Regions from separate parts of the Sus scrofa genome. Here region 1 is linked to region 2. A link is a contact called in public Hi-C data. All regions are on one chromosome and are shown on one strand. Each heading gives the region's core, a stretch centred on a gene start, on an enhancer-like site or on the middle of the called end of the contact. The rest is flanking DNA. Distances are from core to core; before and after follow the strand shown.

Region 1 (6,415 bases), core at 352-2,851, 310 kb before region 2:
GAAGCTGTTTGGATAAATGAAACTAATCGTTTTTATCGAAACCATCTGCAGCGTGGAACAGGCCGCCTTATAGAAAGGTCCTGAGAGACTTCTGTTGGGTTTACATCAGTGGGGGTGGGGGAGAGAGCGTGACTCTCCGTCTATCAGAGAATTAACAACCTGATCGGCAAAGTGACCACGGAGGCCAACCTGTGCTGGCTGCCGGTGACATGCACCCTGAGCAGTTAACACAATGGAGAAGAAGGTTCTGGGGATGCAAGAGCAGAATCGGTTCAAGAAACTGACAGGTTAAACAAAGCAGCAGAATCTTTTCCCTGCAAGAAAAGGAGGAATATATATACATATATATAGAAAGAGAGAGACAGAGAGAGAGAGAGAGAAATGCCACCTAACACTTCTGCTGTGTTGGTCTGCTAAAACCACATCTTGAAACCAGGTGTTAAAAATGACCCAACTCAACAGCTAGAATGGCTTTGTAGATAAGCATATTTTGTAATAATACCCGGAAATTGCAGTTTCATTGAGATATACCATTCTTCCTTTCTTCTTACATGAAACTCTTGCCAAGACCAGATTTAGGTTTCTGTGGGTCTACCTTGATAAAAAAAAAAAAACCCAAAAAACAAAAAACAAAAAAAAAACACCCCAGCAAAACCAAAACAAAATACAGAATACTCCACAGAACTGGTTACAATCTATGGAGAGATGAATTCTAAGGGCTTTTCTCAGGCTTGGGAAACTGGACAAAAGTAGGTCCAAGATGAATCTAGCAATGATTGCTGCCAGCTGCTTTTGTAAGGTGCCACCTCTGCATGTCTGAACATCACAGCAGTAAAGTTTCAGGAAGGACTTTGCCCACCAACCCCTTGCCGTGGGGATGGCCTCCTTTCACTCTTCTCCTGCTTCTTGTCGACCCCAGTGGAGTCCTCGACAAGTCACTGGACCCTCACTGACTTCGCTGGCTTCATCACATTTAATCTTTGAATCAGTTTATCCCTCACCTCCTATACTCCATTCACTCGGCTGATGAGATGAGACAATGAGGAAATGTGTCAAAGGCTGTCCTGCAAAACCCAAGAATCCACCTAAATGATTCCCCTTTCCCCACCCTGCCCTTTCTGGGATTCCATGAGAAATAATCTCACCCTTCTGGAGTAAAAGTTTGATAGTGTAGTCTCTGAATTAATCAGCACAGGCTTGGATGCCACGCTTGAGTAAGGTCTAAGGAACCAGACCAACTACAGAGGGTGCATTTTTGCACAGCCCGGGGCTTGGCCTAATTTGTCGGGTGGGCAGGTCCCTACAGCAGCAGCTCTTGCCCTAGAAAATGTACCTTCATCCCCATAAGTCTGGGGCTGTTTTAGGACTTGAACACGCCGTGACTTATGGCCATAGATGAATTCCCGAGGGAGCCTGCACTCTAGACTTCCCTTTGCCCGCAGCCTGGGCATCAGTGGCACGAGGAATGAATGCTGAGCAGTGAGCCCAGCCCTGTGGGCGGCTGTGGGGCTCAGCAAAACGCACACCTTGCCTGTGCTCTCAATAGCCAGTCACCTGGCTTCTCTGCTCAGTGCTGAGTATTATCTCACCCACCACCAGGGCATGGGGCAGGGTGAGGCAAGGACTTTCGGGCATCATGGACGGGGGCATGCTCAGAGCTGAATGGTAGGACATGTGTGTCTATGCCTTGGAGTCTGACAGGATTCGATTCCAATTCAAAGGTCCGGCATCAGACTGTATCAGTAGCAAAGACTTCAAAAGAAATTAGTCAGAGGTTAAATGTTGACAAACACCTGCTTTAAATGCTCATCCTGAAAGCTTAGCTCTAGGCCAGTTCCATCCCCACCCCCAACACACACACACACACACACACAGGAAGGGTTAAGAACAGACACTGTCCTTTTGCATCTGCCCTGCCAACTTACTCTAGCTTATTGCAGCTCGAAAACATTGAAATTAATCTTCGTAAAAGCAGTCATATTGGAAAGACGAATGCGACTCTCACCCTAACAGTGGGCCCTTTATAGCCTGATGTTTAACTACATTGGAATGTTTTTCTTTCCATTGCCTTTATGACTGTGCTTGGATTTGAAACTACTGGGTCTTATTCCAGCACAGAACTCAGTCTGCCCTTTCTTTTACAGATTTCAAAACGTCTAAATCTGTTCAATTCTACAGGTTTCCACGGAGTCGAAATGTAAGGTGCACGTTTGACAGGTGGCGTCGCGCCCCGTCAGAGTTCTGGTGAGGAACCCGCTTCCCTGGCTGAAGAGGAACGGCCAGCACCAGCCCTTGCTCAGCATCCCCCCGTGGCGCTCCCCGAGGTCTCACTGCGGATAAGGCATGTGCCCATCTGAGGAAACAAAACATTGGTTTTGGAAATCTGATGGTGCGAGGCCTTTGATTGCTGGTTTCTAACTGTCCTGAAAACCTTTGCCTTCCAACAGTTGCATGCTGTGGTTTTCTGTCTGTGAGAGGTGACTAACAGCCAGCGCTCTCAACGCGGGACTGCAGCCATCCAGCACCCGAACCTCCTACCGACCGACTTCCGGCCCCTCTTATCAGCTAAGCCATCGGCCACGGGTGACATTTCAGCGTTCAGAAGCTCCCCACCCCCACCTCAAAAAAAAAAAAAAAAAAACAAAACACACACATACACACACACAAAAGTGACAGGAGGAGAAAAAGGCTCATTTGGCAATAGTTTGCTCTTGCTTTTTGGCCTGGAGAAAGACATTCAAAGTGGTAGAAGATTGTTTAGTAACAGCTGGCGAGCACCAGGGTGTGAGGCTGATTTTCAGATATGACAGGCACTTACAGGAATGCTGCCAGACACAGCTGTTTAAAAGCCTTAATAAACAGCAAGTCAATACTAATCTTTGCCAAATTAATCTTTTCCCTGACAGCCCATCAGAGCAATTATGTTTAGGCTCATTGTAAACACACAATTGTCAAACAGGGATGTTGCAGCCTTTAAAATACTGTAGTTTGGTTCCGTCTCTCTTTAGCAAGATTTTTTTTTCTTTCTTTCTGATGTAGAATTATAAGTCTTTCCATTTTATTTCTAGTCTCTGTTTTTTTTTTTTTTTTTTTTTTTTTCCTGGCCTCATGTCAGTGCGAATGAAATTTCACTTTCAAACGTCTTTGCTAGCAAGCTGTTAATAAAATGTGAGATGACGACTGTTGTGGATGCGTGCTGGTGCCTTCTGCTAATAAGGCAGGACTCAGACCAGTGTTGACATCTACCAGGTCATCTACCAGGTGGTCCCCAGGTCCTGGAGCAAGAACTTCATCTTCACCTTCTATCTTCTACAATGTAATCTGATTCTGGATACAAAGGACAAGATGATGGCTGAGTAAGAAAAGAGAAAACAGAGTCTCACGTCTCTGTGGACACAGGTGTTTCGGAACATGTGTTGGGAAGGTGCTCACCCCTCCGGCCATTCCCCCCCTTCCTCCTTTGAGACCCTGAGGTCAGACGACCCCCCCTGCCCTTTCTACCAGCAATAGTCTTACGTAGGGATTTGGAAGCTCGTCTGTTAGAGAAGGCGCTTCCACGTTGGGACCCGGCTCCAAATACACCTAGAAATCCTCCATTGAGCATCATTTAAAAAAGGCCCATTTCTCTTTATCCTGGTGTCATTGAAGTAGAGCCCGGGACATAGGGCCTTTTATTTGTTTCATCAAGTCATACTGGCACTTGGTAATTAGAAAAACAACCCAGCATCCTGTTCATCAATGTTTTAATTTAGCCTTCTATAAACTTGGCTCCTGAAATTTCTCTCCGCGCTCAACACTCCTACTTGTCTGACACCTTTTTTCTCCTTGGCTTCTCATTTGCTCAATGTGACTAGTGTATGTTCCATCTTTTACTTTTGTAACTAGAAACTCTTGTTCAATTATGTAGCCCAAAAGAATCCGGCATAACTCATTCTGAAATTCTTTCTTTTAGTCTTTCTGTAATCTTAGGTTTCTTCATGAAACATTTCCATTCTTCTTCACCTCCCAATGGTTGTCTGCAATATTTAATTGCCTTTGATGTTTAAAGAGCTTTTGAATGAACAAAAAAGCATCACAGAATTGCTGTTGATATGAATATGATATTCTACAGATCAATGCATTTATTATGCACCTACTATATGCTGTGACATTCCAAGTTGCTTTGGAGGTAAAGAAATTATTCTGCTTTACGGAAACAGATTTGTACTGTTGGGTGACCCCACATAAATTCATCCAATAGGTGATTCAGGGTAGTAAATGTTGGGGGTTAAACTTACGATGTGAGTTCTTGCCTTGCCATTATTTCAGTGTTCAATGATCAGCAAAAGAGGAGAATTTCTCTGTGTGTCTATAGTTACCTTAAAACAGGAGTTATGAATGGAATAAGGAAATGCAGATCAAATCCCCCTCAACAAATAAACATTAAGAGACTGTCTATGTGCAACAAAAACTTTCATGTTTCAGCAGATAATCTGTTTATTAAAAATTTCCACATAATTCTTTTTTTTTTTTTTTGCTTTTTAAGGTCAAACCTGCAGCATATGGAGGTTCCCAGGCTAGGGGTCCAGCTGCTGGCCTACACCACAGCCACAGCCACGCCAGATCAGAGCTGTGTCTTCGACCTACACCACAGCTGACGGCAATGCTGGATCCTTAACCCACTGAGCGAGGCCGGGGATGGAACCGCAACCTCGTGGTTCTTTGTTGGATTCGCTTCTGCTGTCCCACTATGGGAACTCCTCCACATACATTTTGTTTTTCTATGACAAAGAAATAGGATGTTTATTGGGGTTTCCTGGATTTTGGTAATTTAAAATACCCTCTGTTTAACAGAATGTAGCTTTCTGGAACTGATTGGAAGTGAGGTACCTTGTAAACAAACATAGCTGATTACTTCCTTGAGTGTTTTCTCTTCGGGCTTTGTAAAGAACTTCTAATTCCATTTGAAATTACATTGATGCTCTGGCCCAAATCTCAATGTCTCACTGTTCCATATTAGGTGGAACCATATAAACTTGCCATTTTTGTAGGTAAAAGGGTCCTAGATAGGCAATTTCCGACGGCTCAATTGAATTACCTTTCAAACGTGTGGGACGTCTTTTGCAAAAGGCAAGAAGTCCACAGGAAAGATAAATTGGCTGTTGATGTGCTTACTTTAATTCTGAATTTATACATTTAAAAAATTTCTTGGCATTCCTGTTGTGGCTCAGTGGTATCCATGAGGACGCAGGTCCAAGCCCTGACCTCGCTCCGTGGGTTAAGGATCAGAGTTGCCATGGCTGTGGTGTAGGCCAGCAGCATAGCTCAGATTCAACCCCTAAGCCTGGGAACTTCCATGTGACGCGGGTGTGGCTCCAGAAAAAAAGATTAAAAAAAAGTCTTAGTAATGAATGTGAGTCAGGACACACAGTTCTTTGCTGCCATGACCGCTGATGGAGGACTCATGTCTCATTCAGAAGGAGTTCCTGCCCTTTAAGGCAACAAGGGGAAAACATCACAGAGACCAGTCTTCATCCTTGGCTATATGCGCCAATTTGATTAACTCGAAGTCATTATTTGACTGATTTTCTATTGTCAACTCATTCACATTAGAATGGGAATTTGGGATTTTGAATATGATACGTTCTTGCATATGCTGGAGAGAGAACTCAACCTTCTCCTAGCCGCTGTCATGTGGTTTTTCCTTTTTCTTTTCTAATAAGTTATAATTTTGATTTTGGTGTGTCGGGAAAGATATTCCATGCTCGGTATTGTTGCCGAATCTCCCAGAATGCCTTTGTCGGAGGGCTCAGAATCCTGCCCAGGGCTACTCAGCGGGGAACTTGCTACACCGTGGCCGTTCCTTAGCGTTACAAGCGACGAGCTGCGGGCCCAGGCTGGATTCTGGCTTCCTTACAAGTGGAGGATTTCTCTAGTAACACCTGCCAGAGGGCATTCTCAGTTTTTCCGGGAAGGAAGGCCAGTGGCTGGGGTAGCCGTTCACCCCTTCTGTGCCAGATCACTTCTGCCGGGAAATTTATTTGGGATCGCTCATCTCGCTGGGTCTGTCTTTCAGAGACGGATGGATATCCAAATAGAACACGGTTGCACATGGTGAGAATTTTTGTTTACGATGTATTTTCTTTTATTTACATTTATTTTTTTTTTAAACTGTTTTTGGTATCAAGTTTCAACACTCTCCCTACCCTGGTTGCACACCTGCTCTAGAAAAACTGTAAACAACATTGTACTTTCCTGTACAACCCACCTGTCAAAGTCAAAGCTGGCTGTTCTCATCCCAGTAATTACCTTCTCCATTTAGACTTAACACAAGTGAAAATGGTACTTTATCATAATATAATAAATAAAAGACATTAGGTAATTAGTAGTGCTGGTATATTTCTAAAATACTAAACAGACAAACAATAAACTGTGA
Region 2 (6,750 bases), core at 3,875-6,374:
AATCATATCAGACAAAGACAAAAACAAAAAGTTACAACTAGCAGCCGATTAGACAATATTTACATATCAGTTTAGCTTTTCTAAATAAGCAAAACATCAAAATGCTCCTTAACAGCATCACTCAGTAACTTTTAACATATATGCTACATTGTGAGAAGACAAAACCCTGTAAGCTATGCAAAAAATAACTCCAAAGCTCATAACTAGAATTTTAAAATTGGAGTTTAGGACACTGAAATATCCCACAAAGTCAAGATAGCTGCATTTGAGGTTTTTGTATGATATCTGATTTACTGGCCAAAACCATAAGATTGTGTGGCTTATGCTCTTACCTATAAATTTATTTAAAACATATTTAAAGACCTCAAAACTAATGAAAGATGCCAGCTAATAAAACTCCCATGGGAGTTTTAATTACACCAATGATGTTCCAAGTATTAACTATGAATTTTCCCAAAGTCCTGGGAGCTCTAGGGGGTGGGGAGAAAAACTAAGCAAGCATGATGCTCTAAACTGCTTATAACCCTCCCCTTCCTCCTCCTCCCTCTCTCCTTCCCCTACCCTCCTCCTTTTCCTTACATTTATTAAAGTAAAAAGAATGACTCCACCGTAATGTGCTTGCAAATCCTGTATTTTATATATGATGAGTTTTGCCACATTAAAGTACAATACATAATACTCTAAACGGAAACATACACTCTAAGGAGATTCTGCAGAGATGATAATGAATCTTGTTTTTCTCAAAAGTTATCAAATGTCTAAGGGTAGCCCTGACATTTTAACACAGAGTTCATCACAAGTAGGTCCTTCCTCCTCGGTTTATACACTGTCCTTCCTCATTTCAATGACAAAAGCCCATATTCCAAATGCCCATTATTCTTCACTCTATGTATAGTCAGCATCAAGCATGGGTTTGTGTTTTGAACTTCCTTGTGTCTAAATCAACCAAAGAAAGATTCAGGACCTGTTTCCACAAAAGCAACCACTGAGAACAGTAAAGACCATGATTTTCTCTCTCACTGCTGGCAGAGGTGGGCATCTCTGTCATTAGCCATGTCATAACATAATTGTATTACTGTTCCTTATGTGGGCAGATACTGAGCAATAACTGAACACAGCACATCACTGTAAAAATGAAAAAGTGCCACTTCTTTGTCCCAATTTAGCATAAAATCAGTGAAAACAATCTTCAGAAATGACACCGCACTAAGAAACTGAAAGGAACTGTTATTACTCTGCGAGTATATATTTAAATTGATGCTCTGACATCTTCAACTAGAACAAAAAAAGAGGACTCTCTTTTACTACTGAACTCCAATTGTGAGCTCCTATAATCCAATTCTTTCGGTAACATTCAGCTCAATTAAGGGAAGCAATGCTACCTAAAAGACTCTTAATTAGATGAAACTCCACTATGGTACCCATCTCTCAATGTCTCAACTATAGCCACGCTTTAAGTTGCCCGAGGTAAACACTGTTACTTCTAGCCTACATGTTTCTGTCCAGTCTATGAGCTACACTGCTCTTTCAAAGGCTGACCTATATACGGCAACATGCCATCCGCTCTGGCTGTTTGTATAAGAGATGCCTTGCACAGTTGCCATAACCAACATCACTGCATTGTTCTCACGTTCCTCCCGCAATGGGCTATGCGAAAATGGAGGCCAGTTTGCACAGTGATGTGTTCATAACGTAATGTGCCCTTACGACAGAGCAATACTAGATTAAACTGTTTCCCCTCAAATTGCGCCTATGGAGTTTATCAACTGAAAAATGTAAGTAGTGTTTTGGCAATCTATAGAACAGCAGTGCTGGAAAATGTCAGCAAAGTAAAACAACCTCATTTTAGTTTAGAAAAGGTTCAGGAAGAGGATATTCATTTTCTGGATTAGGGTCTCTTCTGACATTGAAAAAAATGTCACTGGAGAAACTCTAGTTACAACTGTGTGACGCTGAAACACAGAAAGATACTGGTTCCGCTGGGATTTAGCACACCAACTTTAACCAGTGAAGTGTTGACAGATTTAAAATAAAGATAATTAGTAATCTATGATCTTATCATTCTATTAAAAACAAATATCCTGACAAAGTGACTGTTTCTTGTAATAAACTACACATTCATTACACCTCTGAGAGAGACAAGGTTTACTTTGCAGACTTGTCTCTTTTGGGGAGGTCAGATCCAACTTGTTTTTACTAAACATAGACACAGATTTCTTATTTCACCTCTTTCAAACTTCTGCCCACCTTCCATTTCCGTGCAAATCTACTTGAGTTACTGCAAAAATGAATGCTGGTTGACTACATTCTAAGCAACTATAATTGTGGAACTAGACAGAAATTTTGTGCCAAGGCTACTCATGAAGTAGAAAACACTAGTTTCTGGGGCCTGGCAAACCTACTCAGTACATTTCATATAAGCAGGGATCAGTGACAAATCTATTTGATAGACTGCTACCCAGAGAAGGGCAGGAATAGTTGTCTTGTGAGAAACATGTCCCTGAAGTCTCTTCCTGCTATTAGAAGTATATCTTATGACTTTGCATCTTTAAAAATCCATTATTCCCTGGATAAGTAAAATAGAAGACTTGCATCTACTCTATAGAAAGGGTGGCTGATTTGCATTTAAAAAGAACAGTTTGCCTCTCATACACCGGGTGACTTAAAAGGAACTTCAATGAGCTAGTAAAGAAATTCTGAAGACTTTCTAAATTAATTTATTCAATTCACAGCACAACCCACTAAAATTATTTAAAGCACTTAATTGGAAAATGATTTAATATATTGGAGTAATTCCTGATTTTCCAAAGCATTTAACTTTTAAATTAAATCTGACCCTACTATCACAAGAATGACAAGTGAAATGTGTATCCAAGTCATTACTTTCTTTTTGGAGCCTAAAATCACTGATGAATTTAATAAGATTTGTCCAGTTTCATTGCCAAAATATTTCTGACCTTTCGGTTCCAGTAACTACTGTGGAGTATGTCTTTACTATCCAAGATAAGACTGCTGCTTTTTTTTTTTTTTATTAGTATTAGTGTTGTAAGCAAAATAAAATGTTACAAACACCAAATACAAACTTTAAGGCAAAACAAACTTTAGAATAAAAGAACTATGTTATCAACAGATAATTAAACTTCTTCACACCAACTTCTCTTGCCAAAGTTACTGGTACCTTCCAACTTGCCCCTGGTTAAAGGGCTCCGGAATAATGAAAAGCCTTTCTGCCTTCCACAAAGCTAAATTTCCCTGATTTCCAACTTGCCTCAACATCATCAACACAGGGTACATCCCTTTTACTGGATCTTAACACTGTAGACAGCATCACGGAGCTTCTCCACAGGGTGTTATAACTCACAGCTGTGTGTGTGTGTGTGTGTGTGTGTGTGTGTGTGTCTGTCTGTCTGTCTGTGTGTCCCGATTGACCAATACTTGGAGTTACGAGTGGGCTGCGTGATGGGGAGCCCGAGGGCTGTGGATGCAGCGCGCTAAATACCTCTGTGTCACGTAAAAATGCTGTATGATGATGAGTCGCCACCAGGCAAATGTTAGGATTCCCAACGATTTATCCAGTGGAATTCACTGAGGGGCCGACGTGGAGCAGGCGTGCAGGGGCTGGGAGTATCCCGCAGGCTTACCAAGGAGCGGGAGCTGGGCGTCTAAACCGCTAGCCCCGCGTCTCAGAGAACTCAATATTCCCCGCCACGTTCACTGGGCAAGACTACTTAGAAGAGTCCAAAGAGCCCGAGCCGAGGACAGCCGTGGCCCTGCAGCTGCACTCGGAATCCCGTCCCCTCGCGTCCTCCCTGTGCGGGCTGAGAGTTCGAGAAACCCCGAGAGTCACCCCCTCCCTACGTACCCCCTGACTGTTCCATCCTTGGGACAGGCGGAGCTCCGCAATAGCCCCGGTGACCCTCAGGGTCAGCCTAGCCCCGGGCCCCCGCGGCCCCTGGGGTCACTGGGTTGCGGGTACAGCCAAGCCCGGGATCTGCTCCAGCCCCGCGCCGAGCGCGGCAGCTTTGGACGTGAACGCGACGCGCTCGCCCGGCTCCTAACAAACTTGCCATTTCTGCGCGCAACCCCCGGCGCGAGCTGTGTCCCAGACCCCGCTCCCCGCGGCACCCGGACCCGCAGACCCGCGCCCGGACGCGGGGCCGGGCCACCCGAACGGGTTTGGGAAAACAAAAGAGTTGTGGAGCTATGTTCCCGGCGGGGGGCGGAGGCGTCTCCCGGGTCCCGGCACCCCGACTCCCGGAGGCTCCCTTGGCAACTAATCCCGGGCGGGGAATCGGTGTCACCAGCCCCCGCTGCCCGGGAGAGGAGGAAGGGAGAGGGAGAAACCAGAAAATATACGGAATTCTCTCACTCTCCGCCTGCGTTCCCGGACCCCAGACACACCCCCAAAGTATTCCTTGGTTTTCTCTTAATTTTTTTTTAAACGCCCCCCGGCAGACCCGGGCAGGGAGGGATCCTTAGTCGCGAACAGCGGGAAGGAAAGAATCAAGCAAATCGTGTCACTTTCCGCACCATCGCGGTGTTGGGCAAAGCCCGGGAGCTGCTCCACAATATTTACTCCCCGAGCGCACGCAGGGCAGCCGCAGGCTGCGAGCCGAGCGCGCCCGAGACCGGCCTCCGGCGCCCGCCCGGCCGCCAAGCGGGCCAGCGGCCGCCGCCCCCTCCCGGGACCGAGCAGCCAGAACACGGCGGAAACAAAAGCAGAGCGTTCACCTTGTTGCAATAGTAGGGGTCCAGGCAGGGAGAAGGTCCCAGACAGGGAGCGTCGGGCGCAGCGGCGGGCTGGGCTGGAGGTGGATAAAATCTTACGTCCATTTCACTCTCACATCAAGCAACTCCTTTTCTTTGCCTTTTTCAAAAAAGTGTTCAGCAAAACAAGCTTAGACGGAACAGAGAGAGGTGTCTGGACTCAGGAGTAAAAGAAACACCTTCCTTCCCTCACATCCGTTTGTGGTTTGTTTAAGAAGAAGAGGAGAAAAAAAAAAAAAAAAAAAAAAAAAAAAAAGAGGGGGGAAAAGCGCTCAACTCTCCCCCAAGCCGCGGCGCGCACCCGTCGGCGCCGAGCGCGCAGCCTGCTCCGCCGCCGCCTCCCGGCCCCGCCGCCGCCGCCGGGCAGGTAACTTCATGCGCTCATTGTCCCCCCGCCCGCCCCCCCATCCCCGCCTCCCGCGCCCCTCGCCGCCCGGCACACGCGCTCGCGCCGGGGCTCTAGGTACTGGGCGTTTTATCGGAGTCTCTGAGTTGCTCTGCTTTTAGTTTATTTTCCCCACCTTGGAGGCCTGGGATGAGGGGAGGACTGGAGAGGGGTACAGAGCGGGTGGGGGGTGGTGAGTGCCCCGGGCCGGGCGGGGTGGGGTACGCGGCAGAACGCGGGCTGCTCGCGGCCCAATGGCTGCCGGTCGGGGCCGGGGGCCGGAGGAGGGTGGAGCGGAGGAGGTGGAAGAGAGCGCGGCCGGGCCCGGGCCGAGGCGGCGGGACCCCGGGGAGCCTCCGCTGTTCCCGAGCCGCGCTCCTGTGGGCCAACGCGTCGCACACAAAGGGGCTGGTGAGCCCGAGCCCGAGGCTGCTGCGGGGCCCGGCGGGGAGCGCGCACAGCAAGGGGGCGCTGTGGCGCAGCCCGCCCCGCAGCCCCGCCCCCGGGCCCGCCCTGGCCCCACCCCGCTCTCACCGCCCCCTCCGCAGCGGTCTCCACCTCTTTCTCTGTGACCCGCACCTCCCGGTGGACGGCCGTCCCCTCCCCGCTGTCGGCTCCCCCACCCCTACTCCCACTCTCTGATGGTGGCGACTGTTGCTAGCAGCGCCTTTCTGGGGGTCGGGAACCCGCAGGGAGCGACAATCCTCTGCGCTCAAGGGGTGGGCTACTGTCCCTGCGACCCGGATTGCTGGGTGTGGATGGGCTGTGAGAGTCCCCCTCTCCTGTTGCTTGCTCCCGCCTCCAGCCCTCACCTCGCGTGATCTCTGTCCCACTGGAGGGGTTGCGAGGGCTAAGGCTGCCTTAAGGACAGGCAGAAGACCACAGAGGTAGTTCAGAGGGTAAATAGGAAAGCAGTTATCAGCACACAAGCTCGGGCTAGAGGTAAAACACGTGGGCTTGCCAGTTGCCCATTAGGGGATTTTGTCTTCTTATAGTTGGAAGCCCAGTAATGCTCGTGGAGGTCACGGAAGACCTGGAATCAGCCTCCCCATTTCTCTGGTCGGTAAGTGGGATGAGGAAATCGCCACTCACGTTTTTCCACCTTTCCTCTCAAACCCGAAAACTTCCAAACTTCGTGTCTCCTGGGTGTTGGAGAGTTTGGTGTGTCCTGGCTGCTGTCCTACAGATTTATTCCTGGGGCTCTGTCCTTGGTGAGAACTCCGTGCAGGAGTGGGCGATAGGTATACCTTCCCATTCCAAAGCCCTGCAAAGGAGCCTGGAAATACTTCATCTGTTCCACTAGTTTCTCGTGCCAAGAAGGATACTAACAACATTGTGCCACCCCGCACAACCTTCTAGTGCTCCTTGATGGCCAACTGTTCTGTGTAACTTTCCTATAGTTAGGTTGCTTCCTCTGCAATTGAGAGCATCAGTCAAGTACAAGCAGAGGGATCTGAAAGGAAATCTATGAGGATGGTATAGGGAATGATAAATTACTATCATGGGGCACCTCTACATGATCCTTTAGGAACATTTTGTTAAGCATTGCTTTATACTTCTAACATCCTTTTTCTCTTAAGCCATTGTTTTCTTTCTTC

Evidence for each region. Hi-C and Micro-C count contacts between places; a contact is called where the count stands out from the background.
Region 1: a Hi-C map of embryonic fibroblasts shows a contact between it and region 2, with 8 times the contacts expected there. The contact joins the enhancer-like site here to the promoter of TOX in region 2. A contact is called at or near these places in 6 of 47 Hi-C or Micro-C datasets (embryonic fibroblasts, fetal skeletal muscle, fibroblasts and 1 more) and 1 of 2 datasets of contacts at active chromatin or transcription factors (skeletal muscle).

What each region holds. Positions count from the first base shown.
Region 1 is chr4:74,112,012-74,118,426 of Sscrofa11.1, reverse strand. TOX (thymocyte selection-associated high mobility group box protein TOX) reads right to left here. Exons shown (of 9, transcript XM_021089342.1): 9 at 3,075-6,415. Among named protein-coding and RNA genes, the nearest start is that of NSMAF, 120 kb to the left of the region's middle. Within about 2 kb of position 1,601, at least 27 of the 83 cell types and tissues checked have an H3K27ac peak or open chromatin away from gene starts, as enhancers often do. A contact at or near this core is called in embryonic fibroblasts, fetal skeletal muscle and skeletal muscle, where this site is marked.
Region 2 is chr4:73,808,554-73,815,303 of Sscrofa11.1, reverse strand. TOX (thymocyte selection-associated high mobility group box protein TOX) reads right to left here and starts at 5,124. Exons shown (of 9, transcript XM_021089342.1): 1 at 4,732-5,124. The coding sequence starts at 4,833. It overlaps LOC110260289 (a long non-coding RNA gene), which reads left to right and starts at 5,720. Exons shown (of 6, transcript XR_002343311.1): 1 at 5,720-6,215.